Regions from separate parts of the Mus musculus genome. Here region 1 is linked to region 2. Evidence: chromatin contacts called from public promoter capture Hi-C data. All regions are on one chromosome and are shown on one strand. Each heading gives the region's core, a stretch centred on a gene start, on an enhancer-like site or on the middle of the called end of the contact. The rest is flanking DNA. Distances are from core to core; before and after follow the strand shown.

Evidence for each region. Promoter capture Hi-C pulls out the DNA fragments that hold promoters and counts their contacts.
Region 1: a promoter capture Hi-C map of pre-B cells shows a contact between it and region 2, with 9 times the contacts expected there. The contact joins the promoter of Suv39h1 here to the promoter of 2010204K13Rik in region 2. A contact is called at or near these places in 6 of 39 promoter capture datasets (the SN4741 cell line, cranial neural crest, liver and 3 more), 1 of 115 datasets of contacts at active chromatin or transcription factors (astrocytes) and 1 of 9 other capture datasets (liver).

Annotation. Positions count from the first base shown.
Region 1 is chrX:8,072,498-8,076,078 of GRCm38.p6, reverse strand. It overlaps Suv39h1 (suppressor of variegation 3-9 1), which reads left to right and starts at 1,319. Exons shown (of 6, transcript NM_011514.2): 1 at 1,319-1,535. The coding sequence starts at 1,517.
Region 2 is chrX:7,421,222-7,424,655 of GRCm38.p6, reverse strand. 2010204K13Rik (RIKEN cDNA 2010204K13 gene) reads left to right here and starts at 1,668. Exons shown (of 2, transcript NR_027924.1): 1 at 1,668-1,777.

The DNA of each region.
Region 1 (3,581 bases), core at 70-2,569, 650 kb before region 2:
CCCAGCAAGTAAGGGGATGCTAGGGTGGTGAGGCGGGAGTGGTTTGGTGGTGGTAGGGGAGCACCCTCATAGAAGCAGGGAGGATGGAGGATGGGATAGGAGGTTTCCAGGGGGAAAATAGGGAAAAGGTTTAACATTTGAAATGTAAATACATAAAATAACCAATTTTTAAAAAAAGGAAAAAAAAAGAAAATCTAAAAAAAAAAAAAAGATAAGTCAGGGAAGCATTTCATGATAACTACTGATGCCCAAATTACTTTAAGCTGATATTTAGTGAAATGGATTTAGAAAAATAATTGATGGGCCACATTGAAGTTTGTGTAGCACGTAACTCTGTCCTCCTGCTGTGCAGTATAGGGTTTCTCATGTCTTGTTGACACTAGAGATATGAATACGTCTGTAAATCTGTAATAATTGCACTTTGCGAAATCCTGGCTCTTTCTAACTCTTCTGGTATATGTGCGTGTTACTGTGGACTGTGTACGTGTGCATACACATATGTAGGCTAGAGGTCAACAGCAGGCATCTCCCTTGATTGTGATCCATTTTCTTTTTAATTCTTATTACATTTATTGGGTGTGTGTATGTGTGTATGCAGACACATATGTAGGTCAAAGGTCAATGGTAAGCATCATCCTTGATTGATCTCATTGTATTTTTTTTAATATTAAATTTATTTGGGGTATGTGTGTATACACCTACCAAAGTGCAGGTGTGAACAGAGGACAGCTTACAGGAATGGGTTCTGTCCTCTAAGAGCAAGCTTGGGGCTCCTGTCTCCCTCCTCCAGCACTTTGTCGCTGGGTGTGGCTCTTACATGGGTGCTGACAATAATTTGTCCTGACCTAATCCCAGTCCACTTCGGGACATGGGTGGCCATTGGAGTTTGAGACGTCTCCTTCAAGGAAGATGGAGAAAGGGCTGCCTGGCTAACAATGTGATGGGGACAGTTTGAGGGAATAGCAGGCTGCCTGACAAGGGTTGTGCTTCTATGAACTCAGACGGCTGCAGGGCACAGATGGATGCTACTATTGACTGAGTGTGAATGAAGAAGCGAGTGATGGAAACGGACATCTGATGGCGGCGACCGACTTATTATTTATTTCAATCAGGTGACTGGCTGAGCACCTATATATATGGCTCTAGGTCCACCCTGGCAGTGAATGCCTGCGCGAGGTTAAAATAAATGACTGGCAGAATTGGGGTTGCACAAAACAAGCCCTTTATGACTGGCTGACGCCGCGATTGGCTAGCAATATGACTGACAAGGGGCGGGTCCTGGAGCAAAGGCAAGCTTTGCTACTGCGCAGGCGCACTCTGAATAAAGGCAGCGAGCACGGGCTCTCGAGACCACTCCTGGTGACGGGAGGAGTCCAGGCACAGCTCCGCGGTTGGTCCGAGCCGGAGCTGCGAGCGGCGAGGAGCGGCCAATCGACTGCGCGTCCCCGGCCACGCCCGCGCGCGCTCTCTTCTCGCGAGGCCGGTTAGGCCCGAATGTTGTTAGCTGTGGAGAAAGATGGCGGAAAATTTAAAAGGTGAAGCTGTGGTGCTAGAGACGCGAGCTACTGGCCCGGCCGAGTAGAATGGAGGGAAGGTGGCCGGGGCTCCAGGCCAGGCGTCCGGAGCTACGGAGCCTGGAGCTGGAAGGCCGGCGCGGCAAACGTGGGGGCCGAGAGCGCGGGCCCGGCGCGCGGGCAGGGCGGGGCTGAGGGGAGGGGGCGCGTGCTTCGGCCGCGGGGGGCGCGGGGCTGCGCAGGCCGCGCGCGGGGTTTCTCGGCCGCGCGCGGCTGGCCGGCGCGCCTACGCGCGTGAGAGAGAGTCCTGAAGGAGAAGGTTGCGGCCACGCGCGGGAAAAGGCGGCTCTCAGTGACCGTTACCCTTTCGGTTTCCACGGGAGACGCCGGAAGGGGAGGAAGAAGTGGAACGGACCCCCTTCTCAAAATGGGGGAGCCGGCGACTCTAGGTGGGAAAGGGATCGAGGCGAGATGGGGGCAGGGTTTTCGGGTAGACGAGTCTCCCCGGAAAGCGGGACTTGGTGGGGGGGCCTCGGTGAGAGGAGGGCTCGGCTCCTCCATGTGCAGGAAAAGAGGGGTGACTTGTGCGTGCTGGGCGGGCTCCTCGGCCTCGAGTAGAGCGCTGAGAAGAGATTCCACAAGTGTGAGCCGGAGCTGCGGTGGGGAGGAGTGCGGCTGCTGGCACTGCAAATGGTATTTGCAGGCCACTTCTTGGGGCTTTCAAAGGCGTTCCAGACGCAGGTTAGAGGCTCCGGGAACCGAGAGGCCTCGGAGGAGAGGGATTAGTCTCTGCTGGGCCTTGGATAAAAAAGGATCAGTGTATATGTACGCAGTGATCTTTTTTTCTTTTGAAGTGTTTGTGTGTTCTTAGGTTACCATCTAGAGCATCTTATTAGGATTGTTTTAGATTTGAGTCGTATGATGGGAGGAGAAAAAAACCATCCTTAAAAGATGGCATTGGCTACTGACAGCATACACCTAGCATCAAGTGGTTTTGTGACATATTTTGATTTTTTAAAAATGGCTTCTAAAATTACGTTGAAGAAGGGATGTGCTCTGAAGCAAAAAAATGTGTATACTTTAAATCCGCTTCTCTTGAACAATAATTTTGGTGACCAAGAGTCATTGTCGGGGCTTACCTACCACATGTATTGTTTACATGTTCCTGAATTGAGAGCAGATCCCTTCGAATTGAGTTGTACTTTTCACCCCCGAGACAGGGATTTTTTTTTTCCTTGAGACAGACTACGGCTGTCCTAGAACTCAGAGATCAGCTTGTCTCTGCCTTTCCTGGGTCTAAAGGTATGCACCACTATGCCCAGTTTAATGTAATATCTTTCTACAATCTTTATAATTACAAAACCTAAAGTCCTTTGAAATAAAAGTCTTTCTTAAATGTGTCACTAATCATGGCAAGGGATTTTTAAAAGTGAAATTATTCAGTGAGAATATTTAATGTGAAAAATCAAGGCTTTTGCTATAGATGTGTTTGCTGTTAATGTGTTTTGAGTATAGATGGCTTAATGTCCTATGCCAGGAATTCGCCTAAAATTACTTGTGTAAAATTCCCAAATGTTTGAATTCCAAAATCCAGTGGCCCAGGAGTTTCAGATAAGTGAAGACTTTATAGCAACACCTCTGTTTGTTGCCCTAGGGATTTTTGTCCTACCCTGACTCTCTTAGTTAACGCACCCCAGTCTTTTGCAAAGTGCAAAGAGCATTGCTTAAGGCTCTGACCGAAGGTAAGTCTGCAGGCAGCTTAAGGCCTTGGATGTTCTGCCAGTGGATCCCTTTATGGACGGGCCCATTGCTACAAGCGCCACTTCATCCTTGCCATTCCAGAGTTAGGGGGCCAGAGTTTGGAGTAGAAGATTCTCCCAGATGAGGGCATAGGTCCTCTGATAGGAGAACTGGACCCTTCCATGTGCAGGGAAAGACAGGTTGATGCTTCCTGGTGTGTAGGCTTATTTCCAGGTGTTGCCCTGAGAATTGAGCATTAGGGTTCAAGGAATTGGCACTTCCTGTTGCAGAGGATCTTAGCTTTGGGTAAGGCCCGTCGATTACATT
Region 2 (3,434 bases), core at 419-2,918:
ACATGAGTTATTTAACTTTTCTGAGTAGTAATCATAGAGTCAGACAATTACATTCACTGCTAACCATTTGTTGCTAATTAAAACAAACAAACAAACAAACAAACAAACAAAAAACAGTTTTCTAGGATTGGTTTTTAAAAAATTACTTGATATTTAGGCACCAAGAAGTAAAATCTGTATCTTTGATTTTCTTAGGTTAATTTTATGTGGGTGTTTTTAATGTTTTTTATAAATTAAGTTTGTTCTGTAATAATGTCATATATGTTTATATATATGGATTCTGACTGCTCTAATCCTTACTTTCTTGTCTCTCTCTCACCCCTGTCCTCCCTTTCCTACACTCATGGCTTCTTGTTTTGTGACATACTCAGTTTAAAAAGGGTTGCTTATGTGACTGTAACTGTGGAGTTATGCACTGGACCTGGCTGGCTTCCCTAGTGGGTACATATCTGAAGATAATGATATCCGGTCTTCCAGAGTCTACCAATAGCCAATAGTTCCCCAGGGTCCTGTAAGTACTGACAAGGTAGGTAAGGGGAGGTGCTGCTTCAAGTAGGGTAGCCTTGGGAGCCTTGTCCTCTTTGAGTCTCAATTTTGTCACCTTTAAAATGCTACCAATTACTACCCCACAGGGTTTCCACACGTTGGCACTGTGCGGTGGTGTAAAGAGGTGCCCTGTCCCCAAAGGCACTGTGAACATTGCCTGTATCCAAATCTGAACTTTCTCAAAACTATAGCTTAAGGACCTGAATATACCAGAGATGGGGACCAGTCCCACTTGCTGCCCATTAACAGGCTTGCCTTACACCTCACCACGCTTTCTTGCTGCTGCAGAGAGTCCGCTCTCTTCTTCCACATTTCATTGTCACCTCAGGCTGCAATATATCAGGTGACACACTTGCTGTTCTCAGGTGAGGACAGTCACGTCCTACTCCAGATCTGTAAATGAGGTCCACAGGCCAGTGTGGCCTCAGCTCACATCTGCTATCAAGATACTGTCCTAATTAGAAAAAGCAAGCTGTAGAACAGTGTGTACAATATATTTGTGTGCATTGTAAGATAAACATATGAAGTATGCTTATGTATTTGTAAACAAATTATGAAGGAATATGTGAGGAGTTACGCTTTTGACTAGTTCTAATGGGAAGAAAGGAGACTTTTTACTCATTATTATAATTTGAAAGTTGTTACCAGGAATACAGTTTCTTTCATAATAAAAAACCTTTAAGTAAAAACATAGATAACATATAGAAACATATAGTCATGTGTTGTATGATGATGTTTGATCAACAGACCACATATATGATGGTGATCCTGTAAGACTGTGATGAGGATGAAATAAATTCTTATTGCCAAAAGATGGCAGAGCAATTGCCAAATAAGTAACACTACAGTACTCATATGTGTGTGGTGACGCTGGTGTAAATGCAGATGCAGTACTAAAAATAGGTAACAGCCAAACTCCACAGGTATCTGCAGCTCTTGGTTTGCTCATCTGTGAAATCATAGCTAATCCATAGGGCCACAATCCATAGGACCACTGTGCTCATTGAATGACTCACGCTCAGGAAATGCTTCTGCTTAGCAAAATAATGGTATAGAAGAGGCAGAAGGCAGGCTGGTTTGATGTGATAATCTCTTTCGCCACCTTGTGGTTGGTGACGCACAAGTCAGCCGTGCCGCGACACGTGTTAATAAGCAGAGACTCGAGCTTCCTCCAAGTTTGGACCTTAGTGGGCCGGATGATTTGGAACTTGGAGAACTGAGAAATAAAAACGTAAGTAGGTAGCTTATGGCTCTTTCATTTTAGGTCCTTATTGTCTAGACGCTTTACTTACATTCCCTACGCGTGCGTGCGTGCGCGCGTGCACGAGCACACGGGGAAACTCCCCCCTCCCCCCTGCCCCCGGTACTTAAAGAAGGTAAAATGTGCGTGTGTGTGCGTGTGTGCGCGCGTGTGTGTGTGCGTGCGCGCGCGCGCGTGTAAGGTGTTCGTGCTGGTGACTACAGAGGTTACAAGAGGGGCATTGGATCGATCCCCCCCCCCCGAACGTGAGTTATGGACCACCACGTGGGTCTTAGGAATTGAACCCAGACCCTCTGTGAGAATTAAGTGCTCTCAACTATTTATGCATCTTCCCACCTCCAAGTGTTAGTTTCCACAAGTAGATGTTGTGGATGTTCTAGAGACATAGTTCGGAACTCAACCACAGCAGTGTCCATGCGGACAAGAAGAGGGAACATACATGTTTCTACTACTTAGTCTCTAAATCAGATTTCTAGCCAGCTACAAGTTTCTTTGAGCTCCCTAATAGGTCGAGGGGGAGGGGCGTGCACACACACATACCCATGCCATCTATCATCTATATCATCTGTCGTCTACCTTGTTACCTAAGGAAGGAAAACCAGTGTCCCTGCGCAGAAATGTATGTGAGCTAAACACTCAAACACATAAGATAAATAAATCTTAGTTGATTCTAATCCTTACTGTCCCTTGGTCATGGTCTATCACATCCATGGGGCATGGCTTCTGCCAGGCAGTTCTTGTTTTCCTCATGAGCCAAAGTTGTATGGAAGAGCATCCAATCAGTAGAACCTACTAGGGCATAGTCCTTCCCCTAGGCTAAGCTTGGGTTTCCATCCGAGGGAGGCAGGACTCTGAATGGAAGGATTTCTGAAAAAATTACAAGGACTGTTGAGAAATGCTTGGGTAAGGCAGGGAACCATGAGTACTTCAGATCTTGTCTTCCTTTCCCAGATCCAGCTCTCCCAACAACAGTAGGCTTGAGAGATGTATGGCCCAGGCACACCTGGGAATCTAGAGCTGCCTAATTTTTGGTTAGGTTACATTTAAGCTATTTTCTGGGTAGGTAATGTGTTAACAAATGGGAGGGTTGTTTTTGGACTAGGGTCTCCACTGGAGTATGGATCATGCTGTCTAATTTACCATTGTATTACGTAGCTCAGTGCCTCATGAACAAACTAAGTTGGTCATTGCCTTGAACGTGTATATTTTTATTGACATTTCAGGCCCCTAATCTCAAGAGAAGCCTAAGGAGTGTTGTTTTGGTGTCTTGTTAACTAAGGGAAATCTAGAGGCAGCCCCAGTCTTATAATCTACAGTTTCCCATAGGGCTTCTGACTCCCTCCCTTTCCAGAGAGAGGTCTTTCTCTCTTCCACAGTCAGTGTCTCCATTCTGATACTTCTATGCAGCCAGATGTTTTCTAGGGCCAGTTCTGCTCTCAGGACATGTTTTCAGGAGGAAGAGATGAATCATTCTAGCTTTGGTATTGCTGCATCTGAAATCCTGTTGGCATTGAACTTAATATCCAGGGGGGATGGTTGAGCTTGCCTGCAGCCTTGGCATTTGAGCAAGTACCTTATCTCTAGCTTTGTCTGTGACTGCTAAATGGCCACTAGAGGGAGCCAGTGG